Linked DNA regions of Mus musculus: region 2 is linked to region 1. The links are chromatin contacts, called in public Micro-C maps. All regions are on one chromosome and are shown on one strand. Each heading gives the region's core, a stretch centred on a gene start, on an enhancer-like site or on the middle of the called end of the contact. The rest is flanking DNA. Distances are from core to core; before and after follow the strand shown. Region 1 has its middle 100 kb from the start of Opa1. Region 2 has its middle 5.8 kb from the start of Gm52263.

Region 1 (3,252 bases), core at 202-2,701:
GTCTTGGTAAAGAGAGATCTCAGCATGCTGGACTTCTGCAGAATAAAACTCTCTTTTCGTTTACATACAATTTGAGTCGGGGGTACCATTTGGTACCATTCTTTCAGAATCCTTACACGTTAGCATGGCTTTTGTTGCCCCTGGGAACCTGCCAAGCAGGCAAGGGGCAGCAAGCACTTCCCAGTGCAGCTCTGGTGGCAGCACTTCCCAGTCTATCCTTCCAAACCTGTTTTGGTCCAAGCTTTGCTCCTCTCAATAGCTCTAGAACAAAGGACTTGTACTTCCGGTTTGTTCTCTGTTCCTTGGTAGCCTGTCAGCCCAACTACAACCTTGAGCAGCAGCACCAGGGGGACAGATAAGAGATTTGACTTGAGAGGGTGACTTGCCACAGAATCAAGAAAGACCTTTGGTGGGTACTGCCAACCCCTTCCCCATACTTATGAATTGGTCCCCTGGTTCATTTACTGCTGGGCAAGTGCTCCCAAAATGTCCCTGTAATTGTGGAGTACCTCAGAGATCCTAGGGAGCAACGAACCTCAGTTCCACATCCTAGAGCCAGGCTCTGTTTTCTGAGCTGAGAGATTGTATTATTTTAGAGATGGATCTAAAAATACAGGAGCACACACACACACACACACACACACACACACACACACACACACACGAGCACACGCCTGTTCGTGTTTGTTCAGCAAACGTGTCTACCCTCTTTTTCTCACTCCTCTCCCCCCATCCCCACCCCTCCCGTGTTTGTACTGGGTACCAGGGAGGCCTCTCACGGGCATACAGAGAAGAACGGATACACAGAAAAAAACGATGCCTGGCTTTGGGAGCACCATCATGCCCCTGTCCTGAGCAGCGAGCATTTGGCATCGCAGCTGATCACAGGAGACACCGCCTCAAAACAGAAAGCCAGCCTCCCCCATTCAGAGAGAGGAGAGGTCACAGAGACCCAGCCACTGACCTGCGGGCCTCTCACTCACTCGTCTGATCACGTGCAGCTCCCAGGGGACTCCATTGTCTGCAGGGACAAGCTGGGGTTCATTTGGGAAACTGTCTCTGGGAATGGAAAAGGAGATTTCAACCGTGGAGTTAGACTTTTGTGTTCATACAACTGTGTTTTGTTTGGGGGTTTTGTTTTTTTCAAATAATGCTACACAGAGAACCCTAAGAAAGTCCCCAAGCCGAAACAGACAGGCACATCGCTTCTTTTTATTCTATCAGTCAGGGGGGAAAGAGTAAAAAAAAGAAAGAGAGGGAGAAAAAAAGAAATGAAAGCAAGGAGAAAGAAGCCCCTTGAGCCCCCTCCCCAGTCCTTCCCACCAGCCACGTGGTTTGCACAATTAAATCTCAATAGCTCCTTCCTGGGCATTGTGAGGGCTGTGATTGCCCCATAAGGAGAGTCTCAGCGGCATGCAGAGGGACTTGGCTCTCCATAGCAGAGTTGAGGGTCACGCTGTCTCCACAGCTCCTTCCGGCAGCACCTAACTACACAGACTCCTTCCAGGTCTGAGTGGTTCCCAGCAGCGGGGGAGCCTGGCAGGAAGCGTCGTGGGCTCCAGCCATGGAAAACCTGTCTGGCCATAAAGAATGCAGAGGACACTGACATGCCAGCTTCGCTTGCTTCTTTTTCTGGGGTTACAATGAGTTCATCGCCAGCGCTAGGTTGGTTTGTAGCAAAAGCTGGGACTTCCTCTTCCACCCAATAGAAATCGTGCAGAGTCTTAAAAACCCCATATTTTCCATCGAAGAAATCCTGAATTTTCAAATTCCCTCTTAATAAAATTGCAAGCTCAGGAACAGGTGAACATCTTAAATCTGAAGCCTCATGTGGAGCAGGCCTTAGTGACGTCAGAACCAGAGGAGGGGTGGAGCCCTAGGCTGGGGGGCGTGTCTCCCTTTCCCTTTCCCTGTTCTCCTTGTTTCCTGGGCCACCTGCGGAGAGCTTGCCTTCCTTTGTCCCTTGACCCCTGCCACTCATCAACAACTCTCTTCCTGGAGACCTTGTCCACTCCTACTGCCTCCACCATATTTCTCTATCTCCATGTCTCTGAGAGTAACCTGCCTAGACCCGCTGCTTTCGGTAATTTTCAGCCCCTATCTCCCGGTCTCCATCACGTTTTGCTGCATTCTCTCGTGTGGTGTTTTGCCGATTCTGTTTACCTGCCCACCACCCTAGGTCTGTGGGTGTCCGCTTTCCTAAAGCGTCATCCCTTTAACACAGTTGTTCATGTTGTGGTAACCCCAATCAAAAACGTATTTTCGTTGCTACTTTATAGCTGTAAATTTGCTACTATTTCGGATTGTAATATAAATATTTGTGTTTTCCAATGGTCTTAGGCACCCCCCCCTCCGTGAAAGGGGACTCCCAAAGGGGTCTCCATCCATAGGCTGAGAAACACTGCCCTAAGGGAGCAAGTATCCCTCCAGAGTGGTGTCTGAGATGCCTTACTCTGGGAGGCAGCGACAGATCTGTGAGTTCTAGGTCCGCATGGTAAGTTCTAGACTAGCGCAAACTACATAGTAAGAGCCTATCCAAAAAATTAAAAAAAAAAAACATATGTACATATAATTCTGGGAAGTGTCACTTCCTAAGGCATTCCTGCCAAAACGTGGGAACTAATTTGACAATTCACATAGCAAGATAATGTACGTGAACACACACACACACGTATGACACATATTCACAATTCACATATATACAAAACTACGGTCTTTCTGGTGTCATGGCTGGGGCACAGTTCTGTGGGAAGAAGAGTTCTAAAAGAGAACTGAGCACACTGGTGTGTGAAATGGACAGCTGTGCTAGAGGAAGCGTGTGCAGTCAGTTTGGATGGGAAAGTCAAGGCAGACATCAGTGACCATCTGCGTGAGTAGATGGAGCCTTTGATGTTTTGGAGAAAGAAGCAGGGTGCTAAGCCTTCTGTTGCATTCTTATGAGTATATGATACTGGAATGGTTCCTTGCATGGAGATGGTGGGAGGGATGTAAAATACACATTTTTAAGGCTGAGGCGGCCTGGACCTCTATCTCTTTGATAATACTAGGTGTATTATCACAGAATGAAGTTTGTGGCTCCTAGCTGTCCCCATCCCTGGAAAATAGGCAGCTCTGGGACCCCGTGACTCTGCTTTGACATCTGTCAGCTACTGTGGGTCCAGTAAGAACCCCAAGATGTATGCTGTGTGAGACCCTGGTGGTGTGGCCCGTGCTAGCTCCTTTTTTTTTTTTTTCCATATCATGCTGTGGCAG
Region 2 (3,252 bases), core at 466-2,965, 200 kb before region 1:
AGGGGCTCGAGCAAGAAATCCAACCTCACTAGATAGGGTGCTGCGTGCCTTTAATCCCAGCACTCAGGAGGCAGAGGCAGCTGGACCTTTGAGTTAGAGGCCAGATTCCAAAACAGCCAGAGCTACAGAGAGACCCTGTTCGAAAAGCAAACAAAGAAACAACAACACATACAAAAGACAGGAACAAAGGAAGGAAGGAGGGAAGGAAGGAAGGAAGGAAGGAAGGAAGGAAGGAAGGAAGGAAGGAAGACAGAAAAAAGAAAAGAAAGCCTTAGCTTAGTCAAGATGGCTGGCTATGTGAGCCGTATAGACAAGCCACATAGACAAGCTCATGGAGATGGATGCCACAGCGAGAGAGAAACCATCAAGGCATCTCACGGGTCAGGTACCTTTGTAGTCTCTCAGGTTGAAAAGAGCCCTCAGTACCACCTATTTAAAGGAGAGGAATTTGCACTGAATTCTCAGTCTTCAGATCCTGCCGACTTTGAACCTACTTGTATCTGTGTGATCACACACACAAACATACCCACACAGAGATGCACACATGTGCGCACACACACACACACACACACACCACTACACTTCATTTGCCATAGTACACCCTCCCCCATAACCCTGTGCAGTCAGGAATTCAATTCAAAGCAAAAGGGATTCTTGAGGAGGGGGGAAAAAAAAAGGAATTCCATAGTGGTGAGGTTAGGGTTACAGCCCTTGAAGCCAGATGGTTTCCTGGAGACGTCAGGGGAGCTGGGTGAGGTGGCATGGGGGACACCATCCGGGAGCCCCAAGAGCTAAAGCTGGCACTTGCATGTGGCTGGCATCTGCTTAGTGCTGTGGATGGTACCTTCACAGCATCTCCATCTGCCTCCAGCATCCCCAGCCTGGGACCTAAGTTGCTGTATTCTATTCTCCACCCATTTCTGAAAACTGCCTGCTCGGGTGCTACTTCAAAGTCCCCTGGGAATGCCAAGTCGCCAATTAAGCCTCTTTGAGGCAGGTTCTCATTCCTTCCCCACTAATTGAAATGTTACTCCTTTTACTAAACCCATAAACCACCCAAACACAACGGCCTTCCTCATTTGCATTGTAACAATGTCCCTAATGTCCTTCCAAGAGCTTTACGTAGAGCCGAACCTTTTCTCTACCCCCCCCAACCCCCCAACGGTCAAAAGCAATTCCGAGGCAAAGGCCTTCATTTCCATCCCTATACAGCTGCTCATTAGCCAAGGTGGAATAAATTCCCTTTATTCTGGATTCATTTCCCAGGATGATAATGTCTTTTTTGTCTCAGGCCACTGTTCCCAAACTGGCCTTAATTGCTGATAGTAATTGAGTTAATGAGTATTTACAGCCGGTAAGGTTAAAAAAGGTCTCCTGTAGTTTTATTTGTGACATTTTATTTAACCTGCAATAAAATCATTAACAAGTTGTCCCCGTGTTAATTTTCTGGCCCTTCATCTTGTCTCTGTCTCTTGGGAAAGTAGGGTGAAGGTAGATGGCTCGGTCCTGGGGGTAGTTCTTAGGTTGCAGGGATGGGGAACCCAGCCTCATCCAGGTTTTCTTCTATTCAGAGAGGAGGGCCTCTCCCAGTGAAAGCAGATAGCCTGGGGCCACGATGCTCCACAGTCTCCCAGGCGCTTGGCCAAGTCACAGTCGGGGTGATGAAATCCCTTCAAAGCCACTGGGCTGGGCCAGGCTCAAGCTCCCTACCAGCAGCGCCAGCCTAAAGTGGCCCACAGGTCGGGCACAGAGCCGAGGTGTCAGGCAGTGTGAAGAGTCTGTGCATCGGTGCCTGCCAGAGAGAAGATCTGAGATGGGGCTGGAGGAGGCACCCATGCTTGTGGGCAATGCTAGGGCAAGCCAGGGGCTTTCCACACTTCACACTGGGAGGCCTGAGACTTGTCTGTGGGAGTCAGTCACTCCTAACCTTCATGTCTGCTTCCTTGCAAGCCACAGTGGGAGAGGTGGAGGCCCCTTTTCACAGTGGGGTTCTGGTTTCTTTGTTACTTCTTTAGAGTGAAGCTGGCTTCCAGGAAAAAAAAAAAGAACCTCAGAGGCCACTCCCAGATAACAGCAACTCCTTTTCTTCCTTGTGTGCTCTGCGTGGGGGGCTACTGGTGGCGTCTCCTTCAGAGGTGTCCAGAAACAGTGTTTGGGGGAATGATGAATCACACTGTAGCGGAAGTATCCAGCAGTTCCCTAGCATACACAATGGCTTTGGTTTCCTGGACATACAACTAGACTGTCTAGGCCTTCTTCAAGTTAGATGTCACCAGGTGACAGCAGAAAAAAAAAAGGTGTGCATAGGAGGAGATCCAACAACTTGCAGCCCAAAGTTAAAAGCAGCAGGGTCCAGCCAGCTGAAAATTGTCACACAAGGAGTTGAGACAGTCCCACCCTTCCTGTATGTACACATTAAAAAAAAAAAAAACTGGAATTTTTTAAATTTATTTTTTATTTTATGTGCATTGGTGTTTTACCTACATGTATGTCAGCGTGAGAGGTTGGGTCACCTGGACCTGGAGTTAACAGTTGTCCGCTGCAATGTGGTTGCTGGGAATTGAATCCCCTGTCCTCTGGAAGAGCAGCCAGTGCTCTTAACCACCGAGCCATCTCGCCAACCCTTCTGTGGAATTTAAACCACTCTACGCTCTGGGAACTATCGGTGGCAGGAGCCTACTCTACATTCCAACAAGTACAGTGTGCCCTGCGCTGTGCCTGGGAATGGTCGTCTTGCTTGGGATTCTCACCCTCTGAGACCTTTCCCATGTGGCTCTGATCCGGGCCCCTTTGCAAAGCCTTCCCGTGGGCAGAGGAAGCAGAAAGCTGACCCGACTCAGTCATTACCCTGGCATCCTACCAATGCCACTTTTGCCTGCCTGTAGGCAGATTAAAGCATCTGGCCAAGGCGTAACGTTTAGAAATTCAGTTCTCGGGCCACTCCCCAGACTCACTTCATCAATGACATTTCTGAAGTCAGGCTCCCTGCATGAACAGACTGGAGAAGACTAAACTGATTTCTGGAACAGTTCAGCCTGTCAGGAGTTGGGGATAGGAAGGGGGGTAGGAGTCATTCAAAATCCACTTGTCCCTTCATCTTGTGATGGACAGACAGACAGAGACCCAGAGCCAGGAAAGGGCAGAATCAGCCTGAGGGCCCCTGGCTTGAGCCTGGTGCTCCTTAACTGAAGACAGAAACAAGGTACGTGCCATGTGCTGTCATCAACTGTCCCTTTGCAACTGCTGATACCT

The links. Hi-C and Micro-C count contacts between places; a contact is called where the count stands out from the background.
Region 2: a Micro-C map of embryonic stem cells shows a contact between it and region 1, with 2.8 times the contacts expected there. The contact joins two enhancer-like sites. A contact is called at or near these places in 1 of 484 Hi-C or Micro-C datasets (embryonic stem cells) and 1 of 9 other capture datasets (embryonic tail).

The regions. Positions count from the first base shown.
Region 1 is chr16:29,681,405-29,684,656 of GRCm38.p6, reverse strand. No RefSeq gene overlaps it. Among named protein-coding and RNA genes, the nearest start is that of Opa1, 100 kb to the right of the region's middle. Within about 2 kb of position 1,451, at least 67 of the 459 cell types and tissues checked have an H3K27ac peak or open chromatin away from gene starts, as enhancers often do. A contact at or near this core is called in embryonic stem cells and embryonic tail, where this site is marked.
Region 2 is chr16:29,881,239-29,884,490 of GRCm38.p6, reverse strand. No RefSeq gene overlaps it. Among named protein-coding and RNA genes, the nearest start is that of Gm52263, 5.8 kb to the left of the region's middle. Within about 2 kb of position 1,715, at least 133 of the 459 cell types and tissues checked have an H3K27ac peak or open chromatin away from gene starts, as enhancers often do. A contact at or near this core is called in embryonic stem cells and embryonic tail, where this site is marked.